Regions from separate parts of the Mus musculus genome. Here region 2 is linked to region 1. The links are chromatin contacts, called in public HiChIP or PLAC-seq maps. All regions are on one chromosome and are shown on one strand. The core of a region is the stretch at or near the end of the contact, and the rest is flanking DNA. Distances in the headings are between cores, read along the strand shown. Region 1 overlaps Prkca (protein kinase C, alpha). Region 2 overlaps Prkca (protein kinase C, alpha).

Region 1 (7,640 bases), core at 4,080-6,579:
TTGTAATCGGTTAAGTCGAAAGATAATAATGCAACAAGCTACCACGTTTAGAAGGACGACAGGGAGGTTACTAAAGCTAGGGCTCGCTCTACTACTCAAAACAGATCAGGAGGCAGTGGCCTCTGCAGGCAGGAGAGGGTACAGCATGTCTTCCCAGGGTTCGTCCACTCTGTTACCTTCCAGGAAAGGCTAGGTCCCTGGAGAACAAGTCCAGTGTCATCTTGAATGGATGATTTAGCAAGATGCCAGTTTATTGATTTATAGAAAAAAAAATAGAATTATCTGTTACTTGTTGATAATCTGAGCAGTTTCTCTGTGGCCAGGATCCTGGAGAGAGTAATTACAATGGACTCAATTTATTGTCTTGCCATTTAAAATGCTGACCTATAGGCTACATAATATCCACCCACGTAGACCTTGTCTCCCCCATGACAGACCCCAGGGAACTCAGAACACTGCCTGGTGAACACAAGATTGTACAAGGTTAGACAAATGTTCAGTGGCATCAGGCTAGGCTTGCTGCCTTGCATCAAGATAGAGACTTCTATATGCCTGTTTAAAAGCACTCAATTAAATGCCCGGCACTTCCCTGTGGGCCAGTCTCAGGCACTAATGGTGTTTGCCTTGGAGCCTCTTCTTATTTGAATATATTTATGCCAGGAACAGGCTGGTCTTGAAAGCCTTTTGGGACCCTTGGTCTCCTTCAAGGAACTCTTCAAAAGTTACACGTTGGATATGTAGTCCCCAAAGTCATGTGTTAATGGTGTTTGAAATGTGGGGCCTTGGGGAGTTCACTGGGCCAGAGGTGCCCTTTACTACAGAGGTTTGCTTAACTCAAGGACCAAAATCCCCACTTCCATATAACCTACAAGTAGATTTTAACTCATAAAGGCAAAACAAAAGGGCTGACTTTAACAGATTACATCTGTAGGTGACAACCTCTGTGGCAGTGTAATTCTGGGAGAGTAATGGCCAAACCTTAGTAACAAAATCAGAGATTACCTGGTATATGAGTGTGGATACCAAGCCTGATGCAGCTTCCCTCGTTTGAGGGCGAGCAGAGAAAGAAAACATACACATAACAGATGACCCATTGATAGTGCATGAGTTACAAGGCTGAGGGGGAGCTAGCTCAGTAGTCATGAGTGTCGACTGCTCCCCAGTGGTCCTGAGCTCTCTTCCCAGCGTCTGCCCCAGGGAATCTGATGTCCTCCTCTGACCCCTGTGGGCACCTGCATACACGTGACATATACTCACACAAAAGCACAAACGTGAATTTAAAAATAACTTCTTAAATAAAATTAATCTGAACTATCTATAGTAGGGGTGATAAAGAGAAGAGACCAGCAGAGCACACAAGGCAGTGAATTGCTGAAAGAATATGCCTATCAAAATGTATTTGAACATTTCCACATAAATTTTAGTAGAAAACAAGAATATGCCATCTCTGTAAAACAAGGTCATTGAGCTGTTTGAATAAAAAGGTAGATATAGAAAGAAAGCAGACACAAACGGTTTTTTGTTCTTGTCTGATTGTTGAATGATGAATTGTTGCATGAGGAGGCAGACGAGATGAAGGAAGGCAGATAAATTCAAATGTTGGCAAAGAAACATAGATTGCAGCCCTGGCAGCAAAAGTCCCAAGAGAAAGTATAGGAAAACCATCAGAGCTGCCAGAGAAACGGGGGGATGCAGGCAATGCGAGGAAACTATGGCGATGGGTGCCACGGAAGGCAAAAAGCAGAACAAGATGGAGGACCATCGCGAATAATCGCTTCGTCCTGGGGTAAAGGAGGAGAACTGAACAGAAAGCAGCCATGGTACCTGATACATGTACGAAGCAGTCAAAATAAAAGCATGTACTCTGCCATAGGAAGACCAATAGAGGAAATGTGCAACCAGGGAACTCGGAACACTGAGTGGTTATAAAGAAGGGAAACAAACACCTCTCCCTCAGAATCATGGGAGCTACAAGAGAAAAGCTGGCTTGGCTGAAGGCACCCCAAAGAGGGCAGCAAGATGAAGTCAATGAAGAGCCCAGCATGGCGGAAATCAAATCATATAGAGTTATAACATGATTAGAGATCGCAGACTCCAGGTAATTTAATAGGCACAGGACCAGAGATTAGTATAGAAGGTAGCACCAATTTAGAACACAGCATGATAGATTCTTCTTGATCATGGGGGTGTGGGGGTTATCGGAAGACACCGTCTCATACCTTGTTTTTATAATCAGAGAAAGGCTGAGTAAGAATGTTTGACATGGGTCTCTAAGGCGAGCAGTAGAATACACACGTCATTTATATTTTCTACCATTATGGGAATGATAAATGCAAACGAAGCAGAGTGTAGCCAAAGACTAAAAAATATAGAACCAAGGAGGCAGAGGGGTGACGGCATTTGCAAAGAAGCAGCCATTGAGTGGGGACTTTCAAGAGCGTGCTGGACTGTTGCAGCGGAGGTGATTCAGTCCATAAAGTGCTAACTGTGCAAGCGTGAGGACTTGAGTTCTGGCCCTCCGCACCCACTTAACGAGCCTGGCACAACGAACGACTCACTCCTGTTAGCCCAGCACTGGGGACGCAGAGACGTGTGGGTAGGGGGTAGCCAATCAGCTGGGTCAACAGAGACATGTGGGTAGGAGATAGCCAATCAGCCGGGTCAAATCAGTGAGCCCAGCTTCAGTGAGAGACTGTCTCCAAAACTAAAGAGAAAAGCAGTGTCCTGAGCCAAAGAAAAAGGAGAACGTGAGCCGCACCGCATTTATCTCCCTCTGCTTCCTGGATGCAGATACCATGTGGCCAGCTGCCTCTGGCTCTGCCTCCAAGACTTCACCACCGTGATGGACTGTACCCTAAACCAATGAGCAAAAGTAAATGCTCTGGTCAGGAATTTTGTCACAGCAATGAAGAGTTGCAACCAACACAGATCCATGAGTACAGAAGTGCAGAGATTTTTCGACAGTGGACAGAGAGCTGCTCTGAGAAGCACAGTGTGGGACATGTGGATGGTTCTAAAATACCTTGGAAACTTGAAACAGTTTAGAATGTTGGCTGCTGCAGGGACTAACAGGGAATTGAATGTGATAAAGCAGATACCCTGAAATTGGAGCCTGCTTATAAATAAACAGAGGCTTCCAGGACTAGAGAGAAGGTGTGGTTCATTCCACAGACGTTGTTGGGAAAATTGTCTAAACGTTTGGAAGAAAAATAAATAAATAAATGAGATCTCCCCTCGTGCTTTACACCAAAATAAATTTCAAGTGCATCTGGAAGTTAATTATTAAAAAAAGGAAACAAAATAATGAAAGAAAACACAGGCGAATACTTAACTACCTTCACGGAGGGCAAGGATTTCCTAAGCCTAAAAGAAATGGAAGAAAGGAAAGAAAACATGTTGGTAGCTTTGACTGTGTGAAAAGATAGACTCCTTTGTGTTTCTAGAAGCCTACGGAATTAAATCTAAACACAGAGCGTGGCAAACAGGGAGAAGGACCACTGTCATGTGCATCCAAACATTCCCTCTAGCCAGTAAGAAACCTGTTTACTACCCTAAAGGAATTGAGAATTAAGTCAGAGAAAAAGAAATTCACATGGCCCAATAGCTATAAAGACTGTTAAGCCTCAAAAAAAAAAAAAATCAAACTTACAATGTTACTCTTTATTTTTCTCACTTTATCTTTAATATGATTTTTGGTAGGACTTTGATACAACTTTGGGGGGAGCAGTTTGGCAAGGGTTTTTATATCTTTTACTCTCCTTCTAAGAATGCAGCCCAAGAAGAAAAGCAGAAATTTATGTATGAAGACAATCAGTTGTTATATACAAAGATGAGGAATTTTTAAACCATGTAAATGTACAAACTGAACTTATTTTAAAGTCTTTGCTACAAAATAGAATGCTGGGCATTAAAAAATGCTTTTTAAAAATTACTTTGGTAACTTTTATTAAGAAGGAATTTTTAACTACCATAAAGTTATGTGAATTCTATAAAAATAAATATTACAGGCTAGAGATATGGCTCAATGATAATGTGCTTACCTAGCATATACAAGACCCTGGGCTTTATCCCCAACATTATAATCAAACAATCAATATTATACTATAGATGTCTTTACAGGAGAGCAATTGTCAATCAGCATAACAGTATGTCAGCATCAATCCTCTGTTTTGGTGGAAGTGCAATTGCCTTTAATCTTTGCCTTTATACTTTGTGCATTTAAATTATTTTATGATGACTATGCATTGTCCCTACAATGAGAAGTAATTATTTCTTAAAATCAATGCCTCCCTATGTTTATATGCAGATCTTATCTGTCTCCCACAACTAGCAAATATTTTTCACAGTCATCTACTTTGGAATTATAGAATATTAGCAGATAACATACGTGTTATTGGAGTACTTAGTGTATGCAAGAGGAGGCTATATTAAAAGGGAAACAGGGCTATACAGTAAGACTATGTCTCAAAGTTGAAGAAAGGAGACAGAGTAGGACGAAAGGAGAAGAGAGGGGAAGAGAGAGAGGGGGGGAGGGGAAGAGAGGGGGAGGGAGGGGAAGAGAGAGAGGGAGGGAGGGGAAGAGAGAGGGGGAGGGAGGGAAGGAAGGAGGGAGCATGAACTGACTGTGCATACCACGCTCATTAAATTCTTTAGCTGACTTTGATTGAGTAGTTGCTGACTCACCATTTGGGGACACTGGATTTACTGGGGCAGAAAGCCACCCTTGTGACAAAGTAGTGGGTTTAGACAGCAGAACATTCAGTGAATGTGTTTTTAAACAATGTACTTCTTAAGTCCTTGAATTCAGGTTTGTGGTCACACAAGGTGGGTATATTCTCAGTGTTGCTCGCTCTTCTTGCCCTTGACTCTGGCCATAAGGAAACTAAGATCATAGAATTTGTGAGTCATTGTTTATTAGCACAAATGAGATCAAATCAGAGTCCGTGCTCGTGACCACAGACAGCATCCGCAAGCTTGGTGCAGTGTGATTAGAGCAAATGCAGCAAGCCAGACAGCCAAGACCCTCCAAGTGACCCACGTCTCATTTGTTGATGCCTCATCTACAATTGTTCTTTGCTGAAGATGCCTTTGCATCTCATTGGGTGAAACCCAGCAAAGCTCCATGTGTAATGGTTGCCCTAGAAATGTGGAGCAAATGGCCCTGCATGGCATATTTTCTTCCTGAAAACTAACAATACATTTTATGTCCCTTAGTCTTTGAGCACTCTGAGACTCTTCAAATCATTTGATGTCTTCTGGGAAAGCACTTGGCTCCTTTTGGCCTGAATTGAGTCTCCTTGGAAAAAGGCCTGTTTGGTTTTTCCCTTGTGTTGGAGTCCCTCCAAATGGACACTCTGTGAACTGCAGCTCAAAGTGAGAGCCTCGAAAGGCCTTGCCCACTCCAGCTCCTGTCAGAATCCAAGAATCTGGCCTGCGTGGCTTTTGCCTTGCCCTGTGTTGACCCTGGGGAGATGCCTGGGGAGGAAGTGTTTTGTCCCTGTCCCCGTGTTTCTGTCAGCCTGTGGAGATCTGATAGACAGGGCTAGCAGGAGGCTGGAAAGCCAGAGAACAGGGTTGTGTTCCAGATAGGGTGTGCCCAGGGATGGGACAGCATGAACCCAGAATCACAGGGCAAAGGTTGTATGGAGACCCGTGTGTGTGGCAGATAACTTCCCCATGCTGCTATGCTCGGTGGTAGGTGTTCAAAACAGTCGAGAGGAGAGTAACCCGTGAGTCTTTGGGAATCATGTGTCAGTCCTGCATGTGACAGGTTGAGTGGAATAAGATATTTGACTTCCTTAACCAGTCAGTTGAAACCAGTGTCGGCTCTGAAGTTATACCACTATTGGCTTGGTAAATCAGAGGATGGAGCATGCTGAAGACTACAGCATGATGTGTTTGTACCTGCTTGTAAACCTAGCCATGGGAAGGCAGAGTATGACGATGGCGGGTTCAAGGCCAGCCTAGGCTATGTAGCAAGCTTATGTCTCAAAAAAAACACAAAATAAAAATAAAAAGCAAATAAAAAGTATTTGTTGAAGTGAATGGTGGGATACTCTGGCTATTAGACTATTATTAGTTTCAAGATCAGACCTCTAGACACAGAGTCCAAGTGCCACTGGAGTGTTGATGAGAAATCTCTCAGTGGTACCCTGCTCCCGAGAGGAGGATGTCATCTCTTCCTGCCTCACATCACACAGTCCAATGCATTCCTCTACAGAGTGTCAACTCTACCTTGTCACTTGCTTGAAGAAAGAATCACTTGCCTCTATCTGGACAGAGTTGACTGCTCTTGGGTGCCAGTTCATGGAGGACTCACATTCACACTAAGGAGAATATGACGTGACCACCCTGGACCAGCACCCTCATTTGCAGTTCTTACCCAATATCAAGCCCCAGCAGGTTCTTGTTCCACACTGTCTAGGTCACTCTCAACTCCCTGGTGGCTTTGCTCCACTCAGGCCTCTGTCACATGGTACTGTAGCTGATAGACAACAGGAATGTGGGACTCAGGCTGGGAAGATCAAGTTCAAGAAACTGGCAGCTGCTGTACCCATGGGGAACCCATTTCCTGATCCTGAAATAATGCCTTCTCATTGGGTCCTCACACGGTGGGAAAAGCTAGCAAGCTCCCTAAAACCTACTTTATACGGGCACAAATCTCATCCATGAGGGGCCCATTCTCCTGACCTAATCACCTCTCTGGACTCTACCTCTTAGTACCTTCACCTGGGGACTAGAAATTAGAGCATATTAATTGGGTGGGGAATCACAAGCGTTCAGATCATAGTGTAAGACTCTTCCCATCTGCCAGGCAGAGGGAGACCAGCCTGGGAGGATAACGTGTTCTACAGGGATGACAATCTGCAGTGTCCCAATGTGAAGAGAGAAGTCAGCTGTCACTGTCCTGAGAGAGTTGGTCTGTGAAGTCTACAGATATCTTTCCGCTAGGGCCTAAGAGTGTCTTCAAATGCCATAGAGAATATAAATTTATATTAAGACATTTGTAGGCAGAGGCAGGTGGATTTCTGAGTTCGAGGCCAGCCTGGTCTACAAAGTGAGTTCCAGGACAGCCAGGGCTACACAGAGAAACCCTGTCTCGAAAAAAAAAATATTAAGACATTTGTGATTTAAGGAGACACAGAATGAGCTGGGGTGACAGCATGCAAGCATGAAGACCTGAATTCAATCCCCCAGAACCTTCAGGATTAAAAAAGGTTGTGGTGGGGGGGGGGGGGAAGAGGATGTGCTTATAGTCTCAGTGCTGGGATGGGGGTGGAGGTGGGGTTGATACAATCGGATCCCTGGGACTCACTGGCCAGCCAGCCTAGCTTATTTTGTGAGCTCCAGGCCAATGAGAAACCCTGTCTCAAGATGGCAGGGTTTATGGCATGTAAGGACCAACAGCCAAGGCTGTCCTCTACACTCTGCACACACACACACACACACACACAGAGAGAGAGAGAGAGAGAGAGAGAGAGAGAGAGAGAGAAGGAGAGCGTCTCAGGGAGTTTTAGGGTGCCTTACTACTTTAAGTTAGAGCCTGCGTACCTCAGGGATTGTAGCCTGAGAACTTCCTATGTGTACCAACTGGAACCTGCTAGATGCTTTCCTCTGCTGGAGTTTGCTGTGCACACCTG
Region 2 (6,727 bases), core at 2,807-5,306, 280 kb before region 1:
AGTCTCAGTAATGGCAGACAGTTTATGAGGCCTTGAGGGACTGGGCTTGGGGTGGGTGGATCGGCTTGAGCTGGGTGGTATCTGAACAATCAGCTTGCTTTTAGAACATAGCCCTAGTTTGGCTTAGGCTTTGCATGCTCAGGAAGGCCTCACAGTAGCCAGGGTCAGCAGGAACTTAGTGATTCTGCCATGCAGACAGAGGAGGTCTTTTAGGATAGTAATGCTGTGCAAACATGACCATGGCTGCTTGCTTTGTGTGTGTGTGTGAGAAAGAATAACCTTTGGACTAAAAATTAGAACAAAAATGTTCAGGTATTTAGAATGATCCTATCTGAATACGGACCCTCAGAAATCCTCTATTTGGAAGTCATTCACATGGCTATAGTAACTTCTTGCCTTAGAAACAATAACCCTGATAAAATTATTTGGTAATCAAGAAGGTAGGGGTGTAGTTCAATTGGTAGAACACTTAGCTAGCACACATGAAGTCCTAGGTTCCATCCCCAGTACCACATAAACCAGGCATGATGGTGCAGGCCTGTAATACTAGTGCCTGAGAGGTGAAGGCAGGAGGATTAGAAGTTCAAGGTCATCCTCAGCTACACAGGAAGTTCAAGACCAGCCTGAGCTATATGACACTGCATCTCAGACAAGAACTAAGTGATGAAAGAAGGCGGGGTGAGTTGGTAGGGGTCCTGTGGGGCTAGGACGCAACTTGATAGTAATGAGTTCTTATTGAAAGTGACACAGCGTCTGGAATTGTGGAATCGGGGAAGACTCAGAGGAATCTTGTGATAATCAGAGTGTGCAGACCAGTGAGGTCCTGATGTTCTTTATGCCTGCAGACAGGATGAATACCAGAGATCTGAAAGTAATCCTTTTTAATGTGCACGTGCGTGTGCACGCATGTGTGTGTGTGTGCATGCACATGTGTGTGTAGATTGATGGCATGCAAAGCTTAAGCTTTGACTGGTGACAGATCTTTGTCTAGAAAACCGATACTTTTCTTCTCTTTAATGTAGAAGTTTTGGGATCCAGCAAGCTTCAGAGACAGTAAATGTTCACCGAGTTCTTCAAATTCAGTCTCATTATGTCAACTCGTGGGTGACATTTCCCCCTTGCATTTAATATCTGAGGCACAAAGTCTTACGTATTAAAATACATCTAATGTCTTGTTTTTGCTATGACACACTTCTTACCTACACAATTAAATGGGTCATGTTCTGAAATGTATGCACAGGTCTGGAGAGGTGTACCATGTATTGTATATCCCACCTTGTAGGAAGTTTGCTAAAGTGGAAAAAGCACTGTATAGGCCACCTGTAGTGTACGCTTTATGAGCAGTAGTCACATACGAGGAGCTGTACTCGGGAGAAGAGTTATAAATGGTCATTAGCCATGAATAATTAACTTGGAACTTGACCGCACCTGGGAGGTTCCAGCCCGTGGTGATAACCACTATTGTTTAAGGTGAACTTGAACCTGTTATCCCCTGTTGAGTTTCCCTTTCTCTTATGTGTCTGCATCCATTTTTATTGCCTGTTGACCTAGACATTTGTCCTTAAAAACCCACCTTGCAGAGCTCTACAGTTTACCAAGGGAAAATAATCAGACAGGAAGGCCGCTTGTAAAATCTCGATCAAGATTTCAAGAGAATGATTGTCTTAGAGCTTTTGTTCAGGGTGATTTTACACGGGCCACGGATGTGCTCTACACGGCTCTAAGGGTTGCAAGCTGTTCTGACACCGTTTCACAGTGATAAACTCAGCCGTTGAGCAGAGTTCTTGGGAGTATCTGCTGTTCACCAACACTAAGAGCGAGGCAGAGACTAAACTGGCCGTGCTCCCAATTTTGAGAGAGAGAGTTGAGCTCAATTAAAAGTTGAATCCAATTTAAAGCTGGATCAAAGGAAGGATTTGGGTGACAAGGATGTTGGGGCCCGGTGGGCATTTCAGCTTCCACGTGTGGAGGTGCCAAGCACTGGGCATTAAGAGGAGGGCCGGAGTGTGAATGTTAGGAGCTGAGATGATGTAGAAATAGTGTCCGTGTAGAAAAGTGTAGAAGCAGGAAGGGAACACATGTTAGGATGCCATTGTCCACCCTAAACAATGTTGTTCAAAACGACTCACTCAGTCAATCAACCCATCCATCCATCAGTCAATCAACCAACCAACCAACCAACCAGCTGCCTGCTTGCCTGCTTGCCTTCCTTCCTTCCTTCCTTCCTTCCTTCCTTCCTTCCTTCCTTTCTTCCTTTCTTCCCCTTGTCCTCTTCTTTATCCTTTCTTTGGTGTTAAACGATACCCTTTACCACTGAGCTACACACCTGGCCCAACACCCCTCTATCTTTTTATGTTGATGGTGATGTTTAGTTTTGAGATTGTAGTTTAATTACATTTCTCCCTTCCCTTCCCTCCCTCTCAAAACTGCCATATACCTCTCCTCACCCCCCTTCACATTCATGGCCTCTCTTTACATTAAATATTATTGCATGCATGTGTTTGTATAGATATCTATAGCTCTAACTATAAGCTGGTGAGTGCATATAATGTTACTTGTATGCATACTTTCAGGGCTGTTTGGCTACGAGCAATCAGTGGTGTGCTCTTGGTTAGGGAGGGCCACTCTCCCGTTCCCAGCTCTATTCAGCTCTCCGTGGCTCTTTGGGTAAGGCTAAGACCTAATGGGCTTTTTACACCCCCCCCCCCAGTTCGTCATGTTTGTTGAATACTCTCAATCTTAAAAAGTTTGTTAGTTTTGGTTCACCAGAGTCAAGAATATTCATGTCTAATACATTAATATATCAGATATGTTAATATAGTAAATAAACTAGATATGTTAACAAATGAAACCATGGGAGATACTGTTTTCATAAAAGTATCCCTGTTTACCTATTTGGCCACCTCTGCACACTGTAGGAAGATGTCGAAAGTAGCTTTTACCCTATATTGATTGCTATCCTTCTGTTTGCTGTCATTAGAGGTGACTTTCTGTCTATTTATTTATTTATTTATTTATTTTTGCGCTCGTCTTTCTGCTCTGTGTTGTCACTCCTTGTAAGTATTTTAATCTTTAACAATATAAACATGGGACGATGCTGAAAGATAATTTTCATTATTGGGAATAGCGAAGATGTTTTTCCCTATCCCTTTTTAGTGTTTGTGTCTGTTGCACGCACATATGTGCATGCGTGTGTGCCTGTGGAGGTCAGAGGTCAATGCCCGGTGTCTTTCTCTGTTGCTCTCCACCTAGAGTTTTTGAAACAGGGTCTCTTACTGAACCTGAAGCTCATCACATGGTCTCCACTGGCTGATCAGTGAGTCCTCAGTACCCACTCACCTGTCTCTCAGCAATGAGGTTCAAACATAGTATGCTTATTTTTCACTGGCTTTTACGTATGTGTATGTGCTGGGGATTCCAGCTCAGGTCTTCATGCTGGAAATCGCTTTACCCACGGAGCCATCTCCCTAGCCCATCTTTTTTTTTTTTTTTCATACTCTTAATAATTTTTAAAAATTAGAGGTGAGGAAGGGAGGGAGTGAATATTATGTTTTCCATCCTGAATACTGGCTACATCTGTTGTACACCCAGCCCTCTGAAGTGACCGACAGATGCAGGGGGGGCTTTGGAGGCAGTTCTGGCTTCTCACCTCTTCCCTGCCAGGCTTGTCCTCAGCATCTCATGTCTGTAACTTCTCAGCCATTCCAGGACCACACCTCTCCTCGCCATCAACTGTAGAATGCTGTAACTTCCTTCTAGCAGGGAAAGTCGCTTGTTTGTATTGCTTTTGAAGCAGTGCCCAAAGGGAAGGAGTTTCTGGCTTATGCCACTGCTTGTGCAAGAGCCCATTAGAGGCTCTTGCTGTGTCTGTGAGTCCGACAATCAGGTGCTAACAAATCACTCCTGTCCGCATGAGGGCAGCCTGGACAGAGGAAGACGGATGTGAGAGGCTGGGTCTGAAGAGTGGACCTGACTCAGTGAAGAACTAATATGGAGGTGACTGAGGGAGAGGGAGGTGCATGTCCAGGGTGACACCTAGGTTCCGTCAGGAGCAGCAGGGCGGATGGAACTGCTGTCCACCGAGATAAGGGACAGCCAAGAAGAGCTTGCTGTTTGCACATCTGAGTCATATCTGACCAGGTGACCTTGAGTTTCGTTTCAAAATCAATAGCCTTATAATATCCGGCATGGCGTGCCTTGAGCAGGTGTTTCAGGGTGGGTTTCTTGGGGCCCTATAATGCCCCGATTTTATTTTCTTTCTGTTAATTTCTCAATGGCATTTTCTGGGCAGAGGCACCTTTGGTATTTCTTAGGGAGTGCTGTGACTCAGGAAAGGCTAAGAGCCACTGACTAATTATGTCCCCTTGCAGAAACCGCTCAATAAATACTTGTCTTGGGCTCTCATTGCCGAGGAACAACACTGATGGATGGAAATTTCCTAGTCAGCCTCCTCTTCCCTGATGCTGCTTCTCTGGGGCATCACTCATCGGGGTGTCACTCATCACCACGGCAGTCTCTGAGGGGCTTTGTACAATTACCATGTACACAGTAGCTTTAATATTTTAGTATTTTTTCACATTTATTTGATTAACGTGTGTGTGTGTGTGTGTGTGTGTGTCTGTCGGTCAGAGGACAGCTTCTGGAAGTCAGTTCTTCTACTGTGTGGTTTCCAGGGATCAGAGCATCAGGCTCGTTGGCAAGTAGGTGTCTTTAAGCTGCTGAGCCATCTCACTGGCCCAAAGCTTAATCTTTCTTACAGAGATGGTCTTAGTATGTCACCACACCACTTAGCTTACCCGCGAGCTCAGTGTTCATGTCCCCATCTCAGACGAGGGAACCAAGGCTGAGTAACTGACAACTACCAAGTGTCAGAACTTGGCCTTGTTTAGACCAAAGTCATACTGTTTTCCTGGAGGATAATAGTTCTACTGGTTGGGACGGGACTGAGTTCCTTCTTTAAAAATCAAACAAATAAAAACAGCAAACAAACAAACGGAGCTGTCCCTGTAAAGGAGCCAAGTATGAGTGGCCGTGACCCAAATGAGTTCCAAATGGAGCACTTAGGTTCCTTGAAATTCCATGTTCTAACCTGGTAACTTCTGTTCATTTGCTTGGTTGGCTTTTGTGTTTTCTAGACAGGGTTTCTCTGTGTAGCCGTGGCTGTCCTGAAACTCACTCTGTAGACCAGGCTGGCCTCAAACTCAAGAGATCTGCCCACCTCTACCTTCTGAGTGCTGGGATTAAAGGTGTGCGTTCCCAGTGCCCTGTTAGCCTGTTAAATTTTTATGACATTTTAATAGTAACAGAATGAAGAAAGTCATAAATCAAGACCTTTCGAACACATTAGTGGGGACGCTGGGTAGGCAGGGTGCATCCCCGTGGGAAAGCTCTGCTTCGTGCCTCCGATGTTCTCTGTGCACTCTTAGCCTTTGGTTGGCAGAGGTCAGTGGTCTGCTAAGGCAATAGACTCCAAAGGTTTCACCTGATAATCACAAGGATGTTAGGTCAGGCACAGAGTTGGGCAATGGCTGTTAATGGGGTTAAAAAAGGTAACCTGAGATAAATTGCAATTAGTCTGTGTACCTGCATAGAAGTTCTGACCAACCAGTCAGCCTTGGCAAGGCCCAGCTTCCTTTCAGGAACTTCAATTCCCAAGTCATAACTCTGCTTTATACCCAATAGGCACGGTGGCACACCCCTGTAATCCTAGCAGTACTTGGGAGGCAGTGGGCAGAGGATCTGAAGTCCAAGGTCTTCTGCTATACAGTAAGTTCGAGGCCAGCCTGGGCTACATGAGTCCCCCTCCCCAGCCCAGCCCTAAGAAAGTGAAGAAGAAAGAAACAAAGAGCGGCATAGTGCAGTGTGCTCCAGCCTGGAGTATGAACAGGCCTCTCAGATGCCTGGCTAAGAGACCTGCTCTGTCTCTCAGTTCATGCTGTAAATTTAATTCCTTTCTGCCTCAGAGTGGATGCATTTCCCTAGGAGCCCTTATGCCTCATCTTGCTTTGAAAATAATAAAGCTACACGGAATTTCAGAATGCTTAAACCCAGCTCACAGATTTGAGATTGCTATCCTTGGGAGCATCTTCACCGCCCACACCAGAGTTCTCAGACTTTCCCATCTCGCTCTGTGTTCTGTGTGTGTAAGTTGTGTGGTCGAATTAGAACTTCTTGTTAGGAAGCCGGGTCTGAAAGTGGTCATTCATGCCTGGCCTGTGTGTGTGTGTGTGACCGATGGGCAGTCATCTCCGTTTCCTCCTGAGTCTGCTCTAATGATTTTCAGAGCAGTGTTGATGTGTGCCATCTCTCACCTAATGAACTTTATGAGGAAGCCCATGCAGTCTCAGGTTATCCAGGGACTTAATGATAAATGCTAGGAAAGTAACTGTACACTGGCTTTGTGTGAGTCCTACAAAGCTGCCCCCCGGCTTGTGTCTGGTGTGGGGTGGGGTTGTGTGTGTTGGGTGCCCCTGCACATATACACACATTCATATGGAGGCCAGAGACCAACCTAGGATGTTGTTCTAGGATGGGTGTTAGACATCCAACTTATGCCCTCACATTCACGAGGCAGGCACTTGGCTTACTGAGCCATCTCCCTAGCCCTATGTGCACTTTATTTCCAATACTTCCCCCCCTCCCCCAATTCTGGGGACCGACCTCAGGGACTTGCTCTTGCTAGGCAAAGCACTTCTGTCACCGAGCCACATTCCCAGCCCAAAGCACT

Evidence for each region. HiChIP or PLAC-seq counts read pairs in DNA pulled down with a chosen protein or histone mark.
Region 2: a FOXA1 HiChIP or PLAC-seq map of pancreatic cancer cells shows a contact between it and region 1. The contact joins two enhancer-like sites. A contact is called at or near these places in 1 of 15 datasets of contacts at CTCF or cohesin (the NIH/3T3 cell line), 5 of 115 datasets of contacts at active chromatin or transcription factors (VIP interneurons, fibro-adipogenic progenitors, large pre-B cells and 2 more) and 1 of 9 other capture datasets (adipose tissue).

The regions. Positions count from the first base shown.
Region 1 is chr11:108,023,635-108,031,274 of GRCm38.p6, reverse strand. All of the region lies in intron 5 of Prkca (protein kinase C, alpha), which reads left to right. Among named protein-coding and RNA genes, the nearest start is that of Mir7223, 31 kb to the right of the region's middle. Within about 2 kb of position 5,329, at least 53 of the 459 cell types and tissues checked have an H3K27ac peak or open chromatin away from gene starts, as enhancers often do. A contact at or near this core is called in pancreatic cancer cells, where this site is marked.
Region 2 is chr11:108,304,665-108,311,391 of GRCm38.p6, reverse strand. All of the region lies in intron 2 of Prkca (protein kinase C, alpha), which reads left to right. Among named protein-coding and RNA genes, the nearest start is that of Prkca, 36 kb to the left of the region's middle. Within about 2 kb of position 4,056, at least 39 of the 459 cell types and tissues checked have an H3K27ac peak or open chromatin away from gene starts, as enhancers often do. A contact at or near this core is called in pancreatic cancer cells, where this site is marked.